2 separate regions of the Mus musculus genome follow, and region 1 is linked to region 2. Evidence: chromatin contacts called from public Micro-C data. All regions are on one chromosome and are shown on one strand. Each heading gives the region's core, a stretch centred on a gene start, on an enhancer-like site or on the middle of the called end of the contact. The rest is flanking DNA. Distances are from core to core; before and after follow the strand shown. Region 1 overlaps Gm46879 (a long non-coding RNA gene). Region 2 has its middle 95 kb from the start of Gm35008.

The links. A called contact is a pair of places that touch in the nucleus more often than the background predicts.
Region 1: a Micro-C map of muscle stem cells shows a contact between it and region 2, with 5 times the contacts expected there. The contact joins two enhancer-like sites. A contact is called at or near these places in 2 of 484 Hi-C or Micro-C datasets (muscle stem cells and nephron progenitors) and 1 of 115 datasets of contacts at active chromatin or transcription factors (embryonic fibroblasts).

Annotation. Positions count from the first base shown.
Region 1 is chr4:10,401,305-10,406,275 of GRCm38.p6, reverse strand. The region is part of intron 2 of Gm46879 (a long non-coding RNA gene); the gene reads left to right. Among named protein-coding and RNA genes, the nearest start is that of Gm46879, 6.2 kb to the left of the region's middle. Within about 2 kb of position 1,590, at least 15 of the 459 cell types and tissues checked have an H3K27ac peak or open chromatin away from gene starts, as enhancers often do. A contact at or near this core is called in muscle stem cells, where this site is marked.
Region 2 is chr4:10,240,705-10,245,406 of GRCm38.p6, reverse strand. No RefSeq gene overlaps it. Among named protein-coding and RNA genes, the nearest start is that of Gm35008, 95 kb to the right of the region's middle. Within about 2 kb of position 2,311, at least 18 of the 459 cell types and tissues checked have an H3K27ac peak or open chromatin away from gene starts, as enhancers often do. A contact at or near this core is called in muscle stem cells, where this site is marked.

The sequences.
Region 1 (4,971 bases), core at 341-2,840, 160 kb before region 2:
GAAGTCTCCTGGAGAATGTCTTAATGACTAATTAAATGCATGGAGTCCTGAACCTAGATCTGACACAGCTTAGATGTTTTTGAAATTCAGCTTTAATGTATGACAATTTGTACAGCGTAAAGAAAAAAAAATTCAACTCCAGCTGGTTGGTCCCAACTGAAAACTCAACAATAACCATGAGGTGAAGTTGTTTGATGAAGCCAGTTTACAGCATGGAAGAAGGTGTCAGAACACATATTAACATGGGACAGAGACCAGGAGAACACAGATTAACATGGGACAGAGACCAGGGGAGTTGGGACCAGATGCACCAAAAAACTTCTAAAAACTAGTACAGAGATTTTATAATAGTTCTATGTCTGTGCAAATCAAGAAAGATGGTGAAGATGTTTAGAAGTGTATAATTCCTCTAGTGTTACCTGTAATTTTGTGTTCTTCTTCATGTTGGTTCATTCTGGAAGTGCATAAAGTTATGGTAAGGGCCAGGCTTTTGTTTTTTCCTCAAGTGTGTTTTCCTTGTATCTTCTGGAACATTAGTGACAGAGGATGCTCATAGATGCTATGTAAAATGTCTTTTATAACTAGCTCACTCATTTTCACATTCCTTTTCTCAATAGTTGTTTATTGAATTCCTCTAACTTACTGAGCACCATACTGCTAACAAGGATATAACACAACAGAAAGAAACAAGGTTGCAAATTGCAACGATTTTTCTATTGACAAGTCCTCATATAGACTCAATTTAATAAGAAAATATTTTGATGTTTCAAGAGAGACGAGATTTTCTTTAATAAAGCTTTGACTGTATGGAGCAGCTTTTGGGGAGGGAAGGAAGTGTTGTGTGTTTATGTAACATGCATGTGAGTGCATGAAGAACAGTACACGAGTCCATGTGTACATGAAACACATGGAGGTCAGAGGACAACTGAAACTATTATGCTCTGGAATCCTGCCCAGCTCCTTTGAGACAGACCCTTTTATTGGCACAGAGCTCATCCACTGGGCTAGGCCAGCTGCTCAGGGAGCTCCAGGAATCCTCCCATCTCTGCCTCCCTAGAGCTGTAATTACAAGTATGGACAATTACAAGTATGGGTTCTGAGATTAAAACTCAGATTTTCATGTTTGGGAGGCAAGTGTTTTGCCTACTGAGCTAGCTCTCCCAGTCCTGAGATATATATATTCTGTCACTGTTACATACTAATTGCCCACTAGGTTCCCATTATTATATTCTGTAGATTGTCTTTTTATCTTCTAGGAATCATAACCTCTTTTGAGGACATGACTTCAGTGACCAACACAAGCTACCTCTTAAAGACTAGACTTTTCCCTAGCCTAGGAATAGTACCACTCTAGAAGATAATCTTTAGCACATGGGACTTGAGGGACATTTCAAATGCAATGTATACTTAGCTCAGACTAAGCCTGGCTTCTTAAACAGCTCTGGCTACATTATGCTTTCTTTCCTCCTAGGAGATGGAGTGTAATTTAGCAATTGTTCCTCCGCTGATTTATCAGGAAAGACCACAGACTTTTACTCACCCACAAAGCCTGCAGCTGATTCCAGGAATGTGCAGGAGGCGCTGCCGTGCTCTGAGCCTTTTCAAAAGATAAAACTTAGGCAAAGGAAATCCAGGAGATAACAGCAGTGAGGGAAGCCCAGCACCCTGTTTCCTACTGATTTCTAGAGGAGGCTCATTCCCAATCTGGGTAGATGCCTTCATTAGCACAACAGGCTTTTAGTTGAACAAGGTAATATCGAACGCCAAGAGGAGCAGGATTTTCAGATTACATGTACTTTAGCAGTGAAATTCAAAACCTTGGCAACTGTGCTCAGTGGGTCAGACAGCATTGCCATGGTTTAAACTCACCAAGTGAAGCTATTAAAACATGTGTTAAGACCCTAAGTTCAATTCCCAGCCCTAACACACACACACACACACACACACACACACACACACACACACACGCATACCACACGATGTTTGTACTACATAAGAGACCAATTAGTAGTACATAAGAGAAAAGAAGAAAAAGGTGATTTTAATATACTTAAATTAAATAAATTTAATATACTTAATCAAGTATACTTAATTTATAGGTATTGAGAGTTGGAGATATACCACAGAGGTACTCACACACAAACATCTGTCTTAGTTTCTTCCCTCCCTCCCTCCCTCCCTCCCTCCCTCCCTCCCTCCCTCCCTCCCTCCCTCCCTCCCTTCCTTCCTTCCTCCCTCCTTTTCTTGCTCCCTCCCTCCCTCCCCTCCCCCCTCTCTTTCTTCTTTCTTTTATTTTTGTCAAAGTTTTATTAGGATTTAATTTGGGGCAGGACTGCTCAGTTCCTGACTTAAAAAAACAAAACAAAACAAAACTATATGGCCAGAAAATTTCCAAAGATGCTTGAGACATAAGGATTTTGTGATTTAATAGTAATCCTGGTGTGGTACCACCTCTCTTCTTGTAACTCCCTTACTGTCAGTGACTACCTTGGGCAGGTGAGAAACATGATGCACAGGCAAGACTAAACACGGCACACAGAAGAAACCATGAAGAAGAGGCCATCCACCGTTCTACTAGCATATCTTATCCTTGGCATAAATTTTTATTTTTGCCAGGACACAAATTCATTCATTCAACAAGCATATAATTGACCATTTTCAAGGTCCGATGAACATCCAACTTCATACAAATTGTTTCAAGTTAAGTTTCACTCCAGCCTGTACTGTGGCCTAAACCAGCAGGAACTTTCTTCTACAGGAGCTCCATAGAGATTGTGCTACACTGTTTACTGCACATGGAGACATGCTTTCTTATGTAAAATATTCAAAAGCATACAACAACTCATCCAGTTCTCTTTTAAACTTCTGCTATATAATTTTTCTTTATCTGCTCAATCAAATGCATTGCTCCTTGGTCCCTAGTGGTCCTAACAGATGGTCGTGTGTCATGGACAAGAGGCTCATTATTATCATCCACTTCTTCAACAACTTAGTAATGTAAGTTAGAATTTGGTCAGACATTGTATTATCACCCTTGCTTCCTTTACCAGCTAGTTATTGTTCTGCACCATGAAATACCAAGAATCAAATTGTGGTTCTTCTTGGAACAACTCCCCAAATCCTTTTGCTCTGTTTGTGTCCTTGACCATAACATTCTTGAGCTTATTGTCATAGTTATTTAGTGAGGTTTGTGATACATGGACATTTCCTGTGCATGGAATGTGTGTTAAATGACCAGCTGGCTCTGAAGTACAAGAGCTGAATGTCTCAACTCAACTGAGTTTTTAAAAATTATTATCCTTTTGAGTAGGAGATTCTGCTATGGAAGTTTTGTAACATCACAGCTTCTATGTGGCCAGAATCGTCCTGACCAACTCAACTCTTTAGAAATCACAAATTGTGTAGATGATACTCAATACAAAGTAAGTGTAAAGAGTTTCCTGGTGGCAAATTATCCCTCACTGCAGTGGAGTGGCAGGTAATACAGTGACATAAAGGGATGCATAAAATGAAGGTACAGCATTAATATGGAGGGGTTTAGATTCTTTGGAATGTGTTGAGTTGTGTTGTGTTGTATTGTCCTGGCCAGTGTAACCATGGAATCACAGACTTGAGATTCCAAACAATCTTTACAAAGAGAATTCTCAGGACTTCTTGAAATCCACCAACATTTTCCATTTAGCACTTGTGAGGTTGTTGAGGAACTGTTCAAGGAGACAGAACATTTCCATGCCTGCTCAGTTCTATGAGCAGCTCCTATACCTGCTCTGTTACTTGGCCAATAATGCCAACATTGTGAATCAGCAACACGTTCTTCTGTGCCATGTTGGAAATCTGTGCCTTTTCCTGGGCTTCCTGTTGTTTCCTTTGAGAGAATGCACATTGTCCTAATTCAAGAATAAACAAATATTTTCTGTAAAGGAACTAAATATTTTGTGCTTTGAGGATAATACAACTGTATTATCTGTTGTGTTGTAACAAACTGTATAAACTGTTGTCTTTGTACATACAGCAGCCATAGAAATATGGTAATGTGTGGATGGGGCGGTTACAACAAGACTTTGTGATAAAAGGCGGTGACCGTGATTTGATTGTCAGATTCTACTTTGCCCACTCTGTTCTACATCTTAAAACACAATGAATTTTATTGTTTTCTCTGTGTATGACCTAGTTCCTTGCAGTGTTTTATGTTTTATTATTTGTATACCTGTGTTTTAGAGCTAATCTTACCATGTTTCCCAGGCTGATCTAAACTTCACCATTCTTTTGCTTCAGTTTTTTAAAATGCTGGAATCACGGATTGGTGAACCATACTCACCATTAATAACTTTTTCAAGGAACATTTCTATCTCAGCTGAAATGTCAGTTCAATTTATCTTTCTGAGGGAGGACTTCCATGACCACCCAAAGTAGATTGTCCCATTTATTCTTTCTTACATCACCTTGTTTAATGTTTTATAACATCCTTTTCTCTTTGAGTTCAGCAACATGTCAGCTTTCTTCTTCTTTCTTCTTCCTCCTCTCCTTCCTTCTTTCTCTCTCTTCTCTCTCTCCCTCTCTAATTATCTCTAAATATAATTTATTATATCTATTTAGGCAAAGTAGAATCTGACAATCAAATCACGGTCACCGCCTTTTATCACAAAGTCTTGTTGTAACCGCCCCATCCACACATTATCATATTTCTATGGCTGCTGTATGTACAAAGACAACAGTTTATACAGTTTGTTACAACACAACAGATAATACAGTTATTATCTAGTTATCTCTCCCTTTCCCATCTCCTTCCCCCTTCTCCTTCCCTCTCTCTCCCCCCTCCACATACTGAATGAAACTGTCACAAGAACAGAAGGCTTGTCTCCCCCCCCCCTTTGGTTTTTATTTATTGTTATTTTCTCAGGTCTGGGAACAATACCTGGCATACAGTAACTGTTTAATAAATACCTCAGAATTATAGCAAGTTGGACCATT
Region 2 (4,702 bases), core at 1,062-3,561:
GTAATGGATACAGCAATAATTCACTGGGATTAAATGCATAGTTTGCAGAGTAATGGTACTATATTTTCCCCCAAGGCCTTTGACCTACATATCCATAGGCACTTGGCTATAATAGCCAAGCATGGATTTCATTTTGTGGAGCAAGTCTTAGAGCCAGGCAGAAAGTGTTTGCATATTCTAATTCCATTTGTGTCATCATTGTACAAAAACAAGGAAATATTGTGTCAAACCAGCCATTATTGTAGTTCATAGAGTTCACCACTGGGTAAGATTGACTATTGCCCCCCTCTGGTAACAAGCCTGGCACACTCCAGCACTATGAAAGTTAATCAGAAGGAATGAAACTTTCTGTTGAATACCAGCCTTATTTCTCCATATTTCGTGACTAAGGCATGTGGTGTCTTCAGCAAATATGCTCTTATCATCAAGTTCTGGAAAGTAATTTTGGAAAAATGGCAATATTTTGATCTTACATTTGCTTGGTCAGTTTCTTCTTTTCCAGAAGAAATGGATAGAGATTGAAATTATACTGATATTTTCAATGCAGAATCATGACTTTCTCTTTCAGACCCTGTTTCTGAATTTGATATGATGTGCTTAACTCAGAATGAACTATTACTCAGGGACCCATGATGTCTCTGATATTGGCTTTTAATGAGAAATATCGGTTGAAGCATACACAAAATTTACCGGATATAACTAAATATGTCTATACTCCAATTTTTAATATGTCTTTTGAATCCCATTCTCACAAGAACCTTCAGTCTTCATGTGAATTTTATAAAAGCAAATTGATGTTTTAGGAGAGTGAGAGGAATATTTCTGACCTATCTGAATCTCAGCTCTTGTCACATGTGTTTTTTATGTGGCTATATTATATTTCAATATATTAAATATCATTAGATAGGCATTTTCTTTTATTATTTGAATGTTTATGTTTTCTGCACTGATAAATTTTGTTATCAATATCTTTAGTGCTGCATAGTAGCAGTATTTTTAAAAGATTTTTGCTAAAAACAGTTTAAATAGCCACTTGTAGGTACCTATCATATCACTTTTAGTCTTTCCATGGTAAAGCTTGCCAGTGACAATGGATCATTTTTAATTTTTCTAGTTTTGAAAATTAAACATAATTATACCATTTACACCTCTCTCCAACCCCTCCCATGTTCCACTGCTTGATCGTTCTCAAACTCATGACTTCTTTCTTCTGTAATAAATATTGTTACGTATATATGCATAATATATAAGTGCGACCTGTTTAAGCTGCTCAGTGCTGCCTGTATGTGGATGATTCTATGGCCAACCACGTGACATTGGATAACCAATTATGGGGCTCATCCTGGGTAAGGCTAATTTCCCTCTCTTATCAGTTACTGATTGCCTGCAGCAAGTTCTTCCTATGAATGTGGGGCCTCATGAGCTTTCCCTGTATGGTAGTATGTCAGCTGCTATTGCCATTGTTCTGATCTTATTTAGGCAGCCATATCACTGAGGTATTAAAGTTCTAGCTCCCCTGTTATGTCACACAATCTTGCAACAGGATTTGCAGAGGGCAAAACTTCCTGGTCCTCTGGCTTTTGGGCACTTTCTACCCACTTGTCCCTCATGTTCCCTTAATCTTAGCTGTGGAGGTTGCCACACTGGTTCTTGATGGCTGTGCTACCAACTTAAGGGCTTTTGCACCATACAGTAATCATATTTTTAAAAATCCAACCCATCCTTTTCCAGAAAATCCACAGGGAATTTGTTTATTTAGTATGGATAATTTGTCTGAGTAATTTGGAAAGAATAGGCAAGATATCCAGCTTGAAAATAAGAGAAAACTTCCCGTAGAAGCTTCCAGAAACATTTAGAAACCAGTTGAGTATCATTGTAGGATCATGATAGTAGGGGAATAGGGGTTGCTGAACAAGCTGGGAGGTTTGTAATGTTATGGAAATAGCCAGATTTATAATCAGCTGTATTAAAGTCTGGGAGACAGGATGAAATATGATTGTATGCAGAGAACACTGAAGGCAAGTGGTGGGGTGGGGTAAAGAAGATAAGGTCAGATTCCAAGTTCACCATAGAAGACAAGGGGGAGACATTTGGCAGCAAGGATGGGTCGACTCCTTCAGTGTCTGCTCTATTTTCCCTGGTATCACAGAACAGTTTATGTAGTGCCCAGTGAACTGCCTCATCCTACAGATAAACTAAGCCTGGATCTCAGGAGCAACCTCTGTTTAAAAAACATTCCGCCACTATTTGGTCCAGGCTCAACCCCACTCAAAGACAGAGCATGCCAGAATCCTTTTGCAAGTATTTTGGTGAGGATTTGAGTCATACTCTTGCTTAAGAGAATACTCTATGCATTTTTAGACATATGACTAACTTGGGCAAAAAACTTTAAAAATATAATTCAGAATAACAGTGTTCAGTGGGAAAATTGTTCTTTGCTCTTCATGTCATTTTGGGGTTGAGGACAGAATAGATCTGGCCTGAAATACAGAATGTCATAAAGAGACAGATAGACAGGGATTCAGAGTCTCCGAATGGCATTTAATTTCATGTTGCTGTTTTTCCTGGTCTGGTTTCAGAGATCTTCTGACAGTGAGACTATTCGCTATGTAGTCATTCTGCTGTACTCGTTTTCCTGACAATCAACAGGCATTGCCTAATTTCACACTCAGATGGGGGTTGGGAGGAGGGAACGAAAGTAGACTATAATGTCAAATATCCACTTAATTTAATGGCATTTAGAAAACATTTTCAAAATAACTCATCAGTAGTAAAAGCAGCATATACAGGGTTGGAAGACATTAAGTAGATCTGTGTACTTTAGCCAAAAGAGCCTGCAGTAACTGGATTTAAGAATAAAAGCCTAATTGGAGGCTTTCACATTAGGCTCTGAAGCACATTTTTTAGTTCCCCTGTGCCTTGTTTCCAAGATGGTAGCACCTGGAAAAACATGCAGCTTGATTTTCGTAATAGATCTGAGCTCAGATAGAAGGACTGCATTACACCAGCCCCTTTGAAATGGGTGGCAGTTATTGCTGGGTCCAAGTGGCTGAATTGCATGCTTGGAAATAGGAGCATATCCATCTGTTTGTGAAATTCACCAGACATAGACTGTTTCCACCCAACACACCGTAGAAACTCATAAGCCTCCTGTTAAGCAGCAAACTTCCAAGCCAAGGCTGGGCGAGAGCAACGCCAAGCCATCACTGCTGTTTTCCTTCAGCCTTTACTTTGAATGCCAGACCTTGCATGACAGTCAGCTCTTTACAAAGGGAAAAATCTGTGCCAGAGCAATGACAGTATCTTTAAGGAGGCTGTAGCAATTTCTACCAAATCTCTGACCTGAGGAAGTGGCCAACATATGTGCATTTTTCATTACTACTTGATTCATTACCCTAGGAAACCTTATCCAGTTCTGGTTGCGGGTATTGAGAGCATTGTGGGAACTTTCTTTCCAACCTTGTTTACTCTACAATGAACTGTATGGCAGAAGAAATTAATTCTAATAAGTTTCCACGCCAAGAGTGAGTATCTCCTGTTTCACCTATCCCACCCCAACACCCAGAAATTTGGTGTTGTTTACCTAAGAACCTGACATTTCATTTTTTTTGTGAGAAGACTCCAGTGCCCTCCAAGGAAGGCTTACTATCCTGCCCCTCACCTTAACAACTGTAATAATAACAACTAGGTTCCTTTATTCCACATGGAAGTGGCCATCTATTATTAATTTAAACTAACAGTGCAATGGAACTTGTGCTGGTTTAAATGAGAGGTCCTCTGTATTCTCCATGGTTGGTAGCCTTATTTGGGGAAGCTTAGGAGATGTAGCCTTGCTGGAGGAAGTATGCCATTGGGATCAGGTTTTGAGGTTTCAAAAGTTTTATGTCATTTCAACTTTTCTATGTCTACTTCCTGTCTGGGATTTCAGATGTGAATTCTCAGCTGCTGTGCCCGCTGACACCCTGTGCCCACTGACATTCCTGGTGCTTGCTGCCATGTTTCCCTCACATGAGAGTGATGGCACCTTATCTCTCTGGAACTATAAGCCCAAAGCAAACCTGTGCTTCCATAGGTTGCCTTGGTTTTACCACCGCAATAGAAAATTCACTGGGTAGGAGGGTAAGTATATACAGTGACAAGTACAGAAATGCCTAAAGGACCACAATTAGAAGTCAAATGTACAGATGCTGAGTATGAAACATGCTGAGTGCACTGTGGGCTAGCTACATGAAGATATCTTGTTAACTCAAAAGCATAAGCTTGTAGATTTTCATTAATAAATTATCTAGATTACACAGCAGTTCATTAGAACTGTCGAAGACCAGGAAACAGAAACTATAAAGAAAAGCAAAGTTAAAACTAGTTTTAATCCTACCTATGGTATACTACTTTAAGTTGTAGCATAAGTCTTTCTAGTTTACTTGTTACATAATCATATTGATATGAATTTCATAAAACAGTAATTATATGCTATAACATGTTTAAATTTGTCAACTTGGCACAAGCAAGAAAAGGAGAGTCTCAATGCAGGGTTGTAGACAGTGTGTTGGCTTGGCCCATGGGAGTTTATCTGGGCGGTGTGGAGAAATCAAGCTTATCTAATATGTGTCCTCTGTCACACAGTTCTTCATAGTGTCAGAGAACAGAAATCAAGCCGAACACGAACAAGCAAATGATCACATGAATTGTTCTTGTTCTTGAC